2 separate regions of the Gossypium hirsutum genome follow, and region 1 is linked to region 2. The links are chromatin contacts, called in public Hi-C maps. All regions are on one chromosome and are shown on one strand. Each heading gives the region's core, a stretch centred on a gene start, on an enhancer-like site or on the middle of the called end of the contact. The rest is flanking DNA. Distances are from core to core; before and after follow the strand shown.

The links. A called contact is a pair of places that touch in the nucleus more often than the background predicts.
Region 1: a contact with region 2 is called in a Hi-C map of petal, with 4 times the contacts expected there. The contact joins the enhancer-like site here to the promoter of LOC107918530 in region 2. A contact is called at or near these places in 4 of 34 Hi-C or Micro-C datasets (callus, hypocotyl, leaf and 1 more).

The regions. Positions count from the first base shown.
Region 1 is chrD13:48,875,515-48,881,195 of Gossypium_hirsutum_v2.1, reverse strand. No RefSeq gene overlaps it. Among protein-coding and RNA genes, the nearest start is that of LOC121225818, 40 kb to the right of the region's middle. Within about 2 kb of position 2,370, at least 3 of the 9 cell types and tissues checked have an H3K27ac peak or open chromatin away from gene starts, as enhancers often do.
Region 2 is chrD13:48,773,566-48,779,677 of Gossypium_hirsutum_v2.1, reverse strand. It overlaps LOC107918530 (leucine aminopeptidase), which reads left to right and starts at 1,544. Exons shown (of 2, transcript XM_016848104.2): 1 at 1,544-2,267; 2 at 2,372-2,634. The coding sequence starts at 1,598. The coding sequence ends at 2,427.

The DNA.
Region 1 (5,681 bases), core at 1,121-3,620, 100 kb before region 2:
TTCGATATAATTTTATAAGTACATTGCATAAAATAATTGGCCTAAATTGCATCATAGTTAATGGGTTGTTGACTTTTGGAATAAGCACTATATTTGTAGAGTTTATCGGACTAACCTCCATATCCCCGTTTAGAATTTGTAAGCAAAAAGCTATGACTTCATCTCCAACAATTTGCCAGCATTTTTGATAAAATAATGCTTGAAAGCCATCCTCCCCTGGTGCCTTCGTTGGTCCCATCTCAAAAACAGCTTCAATAATTTCATCTCTAGAATATGATTTTGTAAGTTTTTGATTGTCTTCTGCTTGAATGCAACGCTCAATCCCTGATAGAATATGATCATAATTCCCTTTTCTTCTTGCCGAAAATAAATTTTGAAAATAGGACTTTGCCACACCCTCAATATCCTGAATGAATTCCATTTCTCTTCCTTCATCTTTCAGCTTATGAATGAGATTCTTTTTTTGCCATTGTGAAGCTCAACTATGAAAGAAAGTAGTATTTTTGCCCCCAATTTCAGTCAGTTGATTCTAGCTCTCTGTTCCCAGTAACATTCATCTTTCTCGATCTCAAAATTCAAATCTATTCTTGTATCAATCAATTCGGCTAAGGTCTCATCATTTTTGTCTACTTCAGCCAACTCGCTAAGTTTTTCAGTAAGAATCTGTTTAGTCTTCTGTCTATTCTTTTTCAACTGTGCAGCCCAAATCTGCAATCCTTTCTTTAAATTATCTAGCTTCTTTAACAATGCCTCTGACGGATTTTCCCATATATTTTTGACTTCATCCATGAAAGATTCCTGCAAAACCCACCAGGCTTCAAATCTGAAATTGTAATCCCTTGCTTGTTCTACAAATCTCTTGGTATTAATAAGAAGAGGACAATGGTCTAAAAATGAATGAACCAGATGTTGAACTTTAATTTCTGGGAACATAACAATCCAATTTGTATTAGCTACTCTGTCTAAATGCTCTTGGATGTTTGTCTCTGGCAAGTTGCCTCTCTCTCAAGTAAAACGGTTGCCCTCAAATCCCACATCATTCAATCGACATTCCTCTAATGTTTTACGAAAAATTTCCATCCTTCTTTCATCCCTAGGTACCCCTCTTTTTTTTTCAAATCCATACATAATTTCATTGAAGTCTCCACAAACCAACCAAAGGATTTCTTCATCATTTGCTAAACTTTTCAAAACCTCCCACGAATTATTCCTATCTTGTATGTATGGGGAACCATAAAAACCTGTAAATCTCCAATTCACTCTTTTTCCTCATCTTTAACAATCACATCAACATGTCTTTTAGAGTAACTACGAAGCACAACTTCAATGTTAGTTCTCCATGCTAAGCACAACCCTCCTCTCGAGCCTTCTGATTCGACTTCGATTTCGTTTACAAAACCACACCTCCTGTGTGTAAATCTTATTTGTTTTTTACTAAGTTTTGTCTCCATAAAGAAGACTATTTGGGGATTATTATTCTTCAACAGATGCCGAAGTCTTCTAGCTGTCTGTTGTCTCCCCAAATCACGGACATTCCAACTTAAGATTTTTATTGTGCCCGGTCGGCATGCCTCTTGGCAGCCGCCGATATCAAGGAATGTACACCTTCCATCTCCCCTCTATTTCTTTTTTTTCCCTCTTCCCCTATTAAAGTTTCATCTTCAAGAGCCTGCTCCATATCCATTTCCATTTGATAAGACCAGGATTTATTTCTCTGTTGTTCTCCTGGTGACACCCTCCTTTCAAGGTTAAACCCTAAAATTGGATCAATAGATTTCCCTTTCTTTCCCTTTAGAACCTCATTCTGTTGGTTAAACCCGTCAATCCTGTTCTCCATCCACCTTCCTTCTAATTTCCCTTCCCCCTCCTATCGCAACCAAATGCTATTCATTGATAGAGCTTTTCGAGATGGTGTCCGTAGTGTTAAATCCCATCCCATTCCAGTAATCTCCCTTCGAACCCTCATTTTTTCTTCATAAAAAAGTCATTAGGACCCAAACGTCTACAAAAAAAACAAAACAGTGGTAGACTCTCATACTTAAATTTAACATGTGAACATATCCCACCAAAAATAATCTGCTTCTTCCTTTTCAACAGTTTCCTGATATCAATCTGAACTCTAATTCTCAAGAAATTTTGATTCTCTTTTCCCAACTGACACATCATACTCCAAGAAATCTCCAGTAAAATTACCTAACTGTGTTGCTAGACTTTCAGTAAATAAACCTATTGGGACGTCATGAATTTGTACCCAAAAAGGACTAAAAATTAATGGAACCTTCAATGGATCTTCTCTCCTCCTTATTTTGCAAAGTATTAATCAATGATTATTAAAAGTCCATGGTAGACCCTTCAAAACTCTTTCCATGTCCATACTGTGAAAAAATTTATCCCCCAGATCTCGAATTTGCACCTCTCATAGCAGGAAAGTGGATTATGCTTGCTGTTAAGAAGCAACCTACAAGCTGAAAGTCCTCCCTTTCTTTTTGCATGCTAGGTTCAGTCTGGATCTGTAGAATTTCCTTCTCTTCTTAATATGATAAAGTTGTCATGACTTTAATGAAATTAGAATTGAGTTTAGAAAATTATTAAATTGATAAACTAATTTAGTTAATTTTATTAATTAAATTAAGTAAATAAATAATATTTATTTTGGGAAATAGAAAACTAATATTGGGTTGAATTAAATTATAAAATGCAGGGTAAAAGTTTATAAAACATATATAATTGAACTTAATATAAGAGAGACGACACACCCTAGTAAATATTAGTCTCCTAGTTAGGCTAGGGGAGTGTTTTCTATTAAATAAATATTATTTTGTGTTGCCCTTATTCAATTAGGACTTTTCTAACTAGTATAACGATTTACACAGTTTTAACATAAGATTCATATATTATTATTCTACCAAAAAATAGTGGAAAGTTATTTTTTAAGAATAATTTATATTTTCTGTGAATTACAATTTCTATTGATTTCTATTTGAGAGAATTACTTTCCTACTGAATGTGATTAAATCATTCTAGTTTTGTGTTTGCTTCGTATTGCTCGAGCTCATACTCAAAGCAATTTAGTGTACGAGGATAGCAAAAATATAACACACCAAACCCTGTTTAGACATTTTGACTGAATTTTGGAGGTTATATCAACAACTTAAGAAAATCGATTGCTTAACCTTTTTAAACACTTTTTGATTCTAACGAAAACCAATAATACGAAAACCCGTATTGTTTATCTTTTAGAAAACTTAACTGGTACAGAGAATAAAAGCATGTTGATTATCTAATTCAGAATCTCGTATAGAGACATGCTCACAAATTTACACATACAAACAAGTCTACAAATTTATTAAATCTAACATGCTCACAGAATATTTGCATATAACGACCTGCATAATAGGGTAGGGTAGTCTTATCATACGTTAGTCGTAATCACATAACCAATTACAGATTTTCACGAACTTGCACATTTAACTTAAATAAACTGTTCGAAATGAGCCCACACGGACAGGCTCTACTTGTCCAGCCCGTGTGGTCCACATGGCTAAGCACTGCCCATGTGGCATCGACTACCATTTTCGATTTCACAAAGTTTCACTAATTTTTTAGGTTTGGGTCACACACTTAATCATTATCAAGATGTCGACACTAAAACAACACTTCCAGTTCTGTATACATCATCCAAACCTAATCAATCAGTAAGAAAACACAAAAATTGAATCATGAATTTGAATCATGAATTACTAGAATATTCGGCCAAATAGCACTAGGGCATTCAACCCTTACCAAATTTACACAAACCAACCTCTCTAACTAGGGCATTCGACCACTTACCCAAAGAAGAAGCGATTTCCAAAGTTCTCAATTCGCTAGAGGTTTATACGTCTTAAGATCTTCTCCTAAGCAGAACCAAAATGATTAGTCTATCATGATTTTTCCTAAATCAACCAAATAAAACTCTCAAATAAGTTCAAAATCACCCTTTTAAATAAAACAAATGGACGTACTTATGAAAAGTTATGAAACTATATGAAATTTCTAAATCACACACGGCCAATTGGCAAGAATAAAATGTTAACGACAACACTATAGAAGTCTAGCGTTTGGACAACAACAAAGTTGTATAAAGGGACAACCAAAAAGGAAAAGAACAAAAAAGTGTTTACGTGAGACTATAGATGAGACCGACAACAGAGAAGGGAAATAAGAAAAATAAAAATATAACATCCCAACATAAGGCCTAAAAGTTTTGTGCTCACACGTAAGGGTTCGCCAATGTTTCAAAAAATTGGGGTTCGACAAAAGAGTTTCAGCAAGGAGTTCACCCAAAATTTGGTGAAACAATATACACTAAAAGATGTAGTAAGGGGGTTCACTAGATTCATTGAAAGTGTATTTGCCAAACTATTTAGTGAGCAAGGATTCACAAGTCTGTTTGGTGAGTTGGGGTTCGCCAGTTGAGTTGCAAACTGGGTGTTCGCAAGTCAAAGTCAAGTCAGAATAAAATTAGGAAATAAAAATGTTGTGTATCTAGGATACTTTTCGTGTACGTAACCTTCTTCTGAACGGACTAAGGTTCCTAAGTCTAGTAAGGTATCCTAAGATCACTAAGTCATTTAGTGCCTAATTAATGTTTTAATCGGAGTGAAAAACGATATTAATTGCCAAAATTTGATAGTCACTTAGTGTTTATTAATACAACCCTTATCCGATGTTAATTGTGAATTTTATGCTCCTGGTCTTTTAAGGATAGAAAAATAAGTGAAAACTGAAACGTCGAAGCAAGCTACAAGAGCCACATGGGCTGAAGCATTCCACGCGACCAGAGTACACGCTCATGTGACCCACATGGGCGTATGGTAGGCCATGTCAATTTCACAGAATTGCGTATCGAACTGCAAAAAATAGTGATTTTTAGGTTTTTCGAGCATTCTTAGATGTATATATGACAAAAATAAGAAGATAGGAGGAAGTCGTTAGAGAATACTCAGGAAAAAAACTCGAAAAACACCATTGAAGTAAATTTTGAAGTAGATTTCTGTCAAGATTGTAGATTTTCATTTGATTTCTTAGGGTATTATCATGAGTTTATTTATTCCTTTTGGTTATACTATATATTGGGTGTTTTTATTTTCAAGCATGATCTAATTTCAAAATACCTAGGGGAGATTAACCCTATGATGGATTCTGTCATTTGATTTTTATTTTACGTAATAAATACTTAGTTTCTTGTTCTCAATTATGTGCTTAATTTTTGGTTTCATATTTCAAGATTATTAATCCCTATTTGATTTTCTTAAATCGAAGGTTCAATAGACTTTGTTTAAGAGTAGATCTTGCGTAATTAAGTGGAGGTGCATGCAATCTTAGAAATAGGATGACATAAATCTATCAGATTAGAGTCAAATCTAATAGGGGAATCCATAGCACGAGCTAATGCGATAATAGGGGTTTTAATTAGAAAGAAATTTTAATTAATCAACCTAGAGTCAGTTGCTCTTATGCTCAAAAGAGATATTTTCTTAATTTAGGGGTTTCTACGAATCAAGATACTAAAGTGAAGAAATTGCATAATTTAGATTGATAATCAACCTAGGTTGATTCTTTCCTGGGTATTGTTTTACTTCTTGGTTGTTAATCGATTATTTTCTTGTTTTATTATTTTTCGTGTTCATTAGTTAATT
Region 2 (6,112 bases), core at 295-2,794:
TCTAAAATTGAGCATTAGCGGCGCTTTTTGAAAAATGCCGTTAAAAATAGAGCATTAGCACCATTTTCTAGGAATCGTCGCAAAAAACCTAAGCCCCACGGTGCTGTTTTTTGAGCTTTTAGGGTTTTAACGGCGTTTTTAAAAAAGCGGCGCTAATGCTTGGGGCTTTAGCGGCATTTTTCGGAAAGAATCGCTAATGCTCGGGGATTTAGCGGCGTTTTTCGAAAAGCGCGCCGCTAATGCTCAAGCTTTAGGGGCGTTTTTCAAAAACGTCGTTAATGCTTGGGGCTTTAGTGGCGTTTTTCAAAAGGCGCCACTAATGCTCTGGGCTTTAGCGATGTTTTCCAATAAGCGCCGCTAATGCTCGGGGGCTTTAGCTGGGGCTTTAGCGGCGTTTTTGAAAAAGCGTCGCTAATGCTCTATTTTTAGCGACGTTTTTAAAAATGTGCCGCAAAAACCATTTTGTCTGTTTAATTGGTTTGTTTGTATTAATTAAAATTTAATTTATTTTTAATTGAATATTTAAAATCTTCAGAAAAATAATGACACGTAGAAATAATTTAAAATAAAAAAACATAGAAAAGTATTTGTTAAAAATGAAAAAATTAAAATACTATTATTTAAAATAATTTTAAAGTTTTTTGGGTACATTACTGATTGTTTTTTAATTTATATATTAAATAATTTCTTATATAATCGTAAAAGAGATAGTATTAATTTTAAAATATTGAATTAATTATCACTATAGTTTAGGGTTTTTGATTTAGGGTATATGGTTTAGAGTTTAAGGTTTAGGTGTTACCATTTTAAGGTTTATGGATTATGGGTTTATGGGTTATGGGTTATGGTTTAGGGTTTACGATTTAAAGGCTAGGGTTTAAGGTTTAGAGGTTATGTGTTAAGGATTTTTGGTTTTAGGGTTTTAGGGTTTAGGTTTATGGTTTAGGGTATATAGTTTTGGGTTTAAGATTTAGGAATTACTATCTTAAGGTTTATGGATTATGGATTATGGGTTTAGGGATTTTGGTTTATGGTTTAAGGGTTGGGGTTTAAGGTTTAAGGGTTATGGGCTAAGGGTTTAGGGTTTATGTTTTTTGATTTAGGGTTTAAGGGATAGGGGTTAGGGGTTTAGAGCTAACAAATTGATATAGATAGGTAACTATCTATTTTGGATAGGACCAAATTATAACAAATAAAAATGACATACAAAAACTGAAACCATTCCACATCGAACATCTAGCAAAATAGTTATATTTTAGTTAGGAAGAAATATCTCTAATAAAATGGAGATTAGATCGAAAATGAATAATATAAAATCATGATTAACGTCTCAATCTTTAATAGAAAATTGATATGTGAGAGATTAATTGCTTACATTGGATAATTCTAATATAATAATTAATTATAGCCATTTTTTTATTTTTTTCCTATTAAAATATACGATATTTATTTTGAAAGTACTTTGGTTTTTTTATAAAAATTCAATTTATAAAAAATAATAATAAATGTTTTATGAAGTCACTTAACTAATAATTTTTAACAGACAAAATAAAGAATTTTTAGTAGAGCAAAACAGCGTCATTTTGTTCAAAATGAAATGATTTTTTTGCGGCATTTAGCGGCGTTTTTAGCAAAAAATCATTTTACTTCAAAAAATCGGGCCATTTTACCCCAAAATTTCCCCCCTGAAATCCCTAATCTTCCCATGCCCAACAATATTTTCTCAATCGCTTTCTTCATCCTCAAATCCCCTCATGTCGGTCAACTTTCTTTTGATACCCGTTCGCTTTCCATTCACCAAGTTCTTTCTCCTATTACCCTTTCCCCTCTCCCTTTCTTTCTTTCCTCTTCACCTGACCCTGTCAAAGGAACCCAGCTTTCCATCTCGCTACCAGACGACGACGTTTTGAACTCCTTCTTCATCGTTTTCTCTACTTCCCCTTCTTCTTCTGCTCTCCAATGGCTATCCCCGCCGCAAACATTTAACAAAAAAACACCCTTTTGTATACCCAATGCTAGTGTATCCACACGCGTTCTATTTTCCCATGTCAAGACACTCCCGCAGCGAGAATCCGTTACTCTGCTTCGCTCAATGTCCCTCGGAAGTTATCTGTCGTTATGTCCACCCGCCATGTCGATAGGAGGTCACTGGTTTCTGGTGAAGGACATTCGCATTTGCTGCCTGGCGGGTTTAATTCGTTGCGGTTCTTTTGAACTTTCTTGCTATCCACAGTTGTATGGGGAAACCAAAGCACTACTGACCTCCGGCAAGTTCTTTCAAACTTTATTTCTTTCAAATTGGCGATTTAAATTTTCAAATTTGACTTATTGTAAGGATTTTTTTCTCATAATTTATGGTGAAACTTTACAGGGAAAGAAAAAGGAAGGAAATGCTGCGAGATATGTGACGAGGTCACAAGCTATTAAAATATGCTTTTAAATGTAAAGATCATACCTACTTCCGGGTATGCTTTGTGTGAGTTCATTCCTGGTTGTTTGCAAACTAATAACATTTTTAAAAAAATCTTTTTGTTTCTTTCTGGCTTTTATGTTATATGATTATTTAAAGTGTTTTCCTTTCTGTGTTATTTGATTTCATTTTGTTTAATATATCAATTGGCGCTTTAACTTGTACTTGTTTGTTTAATATATATATATTCAATTGTTAATAGTAGCTTTGAAATGAAATGATATGATTTTGGAGGAGGTATATTCATTTTGGTTGTCTTTCTTTCTTTTTCTGATTTAAGATGATTTGTGGAATTGGGTATTTACTATTATTTTTTCTTGTACAAATTAATCCATACTGGATAGATGAACCAAGTGAGCCGAACTTTGGGTTTTTGGTATCTAGGTATTTGATGCAAAATGAAGTTGTATGATAGCTTGGTTTGCCTTGTCCTAGCTTTATTAAGTTGAAATTTGAACTTGATTGAATCAAGTTAAATTTGCAAGCCTGCTTCTGTAAATCTAGTGCCTAGAGCTTGAGAATAGATGGTTTAAAGGACATTTCTTTATGTCAAGTAGTCTTCTCTTTTCTTGGATAAGAACTAAAGCATACTTTGTCGAATTAGGCTTGCTTTCTACTTAGAAGGCAAATGATCATCCCGCCTTGTGTAAGAGGAAAAATGATCTTGTCCTAGTTCTGGATCTTGTCCTAGTTCCGAGTCCTTACCATGCTTCCATTGCAATTGCCTAGAGGCTAGAAGCACACCTTTATGCTGCATTATTCTATGAGCTTGCAATATGTATTTGTATATTTGTGCTATGTTTGTATTTTGGTAGTGCTTGTAACTCTTTTTATATTCATATCAGGTAATTATATTGTAACCGTAACATATCGATCATAGTCGTGTATTTATTTATTTTTAACACCCAAATGTCATTTGGTGGGGTTTATATTTTTTTTAAAAAGAGAAATCAATTTTTTAAGACTGTGGAATAAAAAAACACACGGCCCTGTGCATTAAATATTAGTCCTTAATATAATGGTTTTTTCATTTTTACTATTGATTTAAATATGACAAAGATTTCTGTACTTTTTTGAAATTTAAATTTTAGTCCTTTAATTTTAAGACATTGAACCTGTGTATTTTTCTCATTTAAAAATTTTTGGTCCCTCCATTTAATTTTATCGTTAAAGTTAATAATATCAAAAGTAAAATAAATTTTTTAGCACTCAATATTTATATTTTTATAGTTTTTTAAATAAAATTATGTATTTTTAAAGCACAATGATCAAATTGACAAAAAACTATAAATATTGACAACTAAAAAAATTTATTTAACCTTTAATACTATTAACATTAGCGATAAAATTAGATGAAAGGATCAAAATTTTTATATAAAAAAAGTACAATAACTTAATATCTAAAAATTAAAGAATAGAGATTAAATTTTGAATTTTAAAAAATACATGAAATAATTAGATATTCTATGTCTAAAAATTGAATCCAAATCACAAGAGATTTAACTCTAAACACTTTACAATTTCATTTATAACTCAACTATTGCCTTTTTTTATAAATATAATTTTAATATCATATTTGTTTTTCGATCACTTAATATTTATTGATAATACCAATATTACAAACACTCTCCCCAATGAGAAAAAAAATCAATATCACCGAAGCCAAACCATATAAGAGGATTTATGGTAAAGAAGCTACCGAAAATACGCATCATTCAATCACATCTCACGCCCCAAAACAAGTCAAAACCGAACTTCAACCTCAACACAATTCGCCAACTTAACAGCCTATTCAACACAAAACCACTTAAATCGTCCCATTAGATTGACCTCAAAGAGATTACGCAATTAATATCCACCACACACACCCTTGATTTTATTAGGCAAAGGTTCCCCATTTTTTTTTTTTTTGCTTAACATAAGATTTAGCATGTTTTCTTAATTTGATATTTAAAATTTTATTTGGCACATATTTAAATTTTACACAAAATATTTTAAAGCGCTAACAGTGTTAACTTTTTTAAGAGGTGGCATACATAGCCAATGTATGATTGACACATGACATATGAAACTATCACAATTTCAAATGTGGAAGATACATAAAAATTTTAATTTTTAATTTTTTAATTAAAAATTAATATCCTTTCTTGGGAAATTCTTTACTAAAACTTAATTTTGTTTTCTTTCAAAAGCTAAACCCTAAACCATATTACAACTAAATCATTCATCTTCATCAGATTTCTTTGCAACCAAAGAAAGAAATCAATATCAAGTAATATTTGTATTTTATCTTGAGTGGGTCTACTGATTTTTTTTTATTTGAAAATCTCTTTTATTTTTTTCTTTTTATAAACCTTTTTTCCAATTTTTATTTATTGTTATTTTATTAAACATTGAAGGAATAAATTGCGTTTTGCTGTTGAAATATTAGGTTTTCAATATTTGAAACCCGAAATATGGTGTTATTTTAAATAGTGTTTTGTATTTAGGTTAGGTTTCTTTATTTGCTTTAAGGAGTTAATAATCAATTAAGAGTTCTTTTTGGATTTTCTTTGAAAATTATTTTATGAGTATTCAAAACTTATTTGAGGGTTCAAAATAAGCATTTAACTTGGAAAATCAAGTTTTTGAGATTTCAAATTTGAATTCATGCTCTGATTAGGTTTTCCTTGATATGGTTCAGAGTTATAATATGATTTGAAACTCATTTTGATTTTGAATAATTAATTTTTTTAAAATTTTTTTATAGCACATTTTTAAGGAACTTGCTTTTCTGAGGGTGAACTAAGTGAATTGAGATGATTAACTATGATTGTAGACAGGTCACGGAATAAAGGTTTTTTTTACTTGATATTTTTCTAATTTTTATTTTTATTTTGTTAGTTTGATGTTCAAATATTAGGTTTTCAATACTTTTTTAGGTAGACTAAAATAGAAAGCCAAAGGGAGTTAGGCTCCATGCAACCTATCACAGGAGGGTCCCTGTAATATCCAAGCAAAAGACATGTTTCAACGTGTCTGGTGAGTTCTCCAACCAACTGAAGCTGATTGGATTATTGTACGCAAGTCTCGATAGAAAATCAAAAGCCAAAATTTAAATCATATTTTGTGTTTGAGATAGGTTTTTTATTTGTTTTAAGGAGTTTGAAAAATAATAGTTGTCATTGTTGTTTGTACTGCATATATCACATGGAATTGGTATTTTAGTAACCAAATTACTTATTTGGAGTTTGGGTTGTTGGGATTTTTTTTTTAGTAAATATAGATTTATTCATGTGGTGAGGACATATTGTGGTGCCAATGATAAGCATTTGACTGTGTTGGATAGGAGCAATGTGGTGTTATGAAAACCAGGGTTTTCTTGTCGAAAGAATTGGTGTTGTAAGTTGGGTCTCCTTCTTCTTTCTATAAGTGAACAAATGTACAAGAAATATATTATAGCGGAAGGAAAAAGAAAGTAATGGCATTCAGTTATAATTTATTCACCTCAATAGTTTATATCAACCATTTTTGTCGTTGTGTAATATGATACGAGTCACATGTTTCTTGTCCTTTTAGAAAACGTTAAGGAATTGAATAACTAAAATTCGTTTATTTGAAAACCATGTTAAAAATTCTCTTGAATTAATAATAAACTGATCA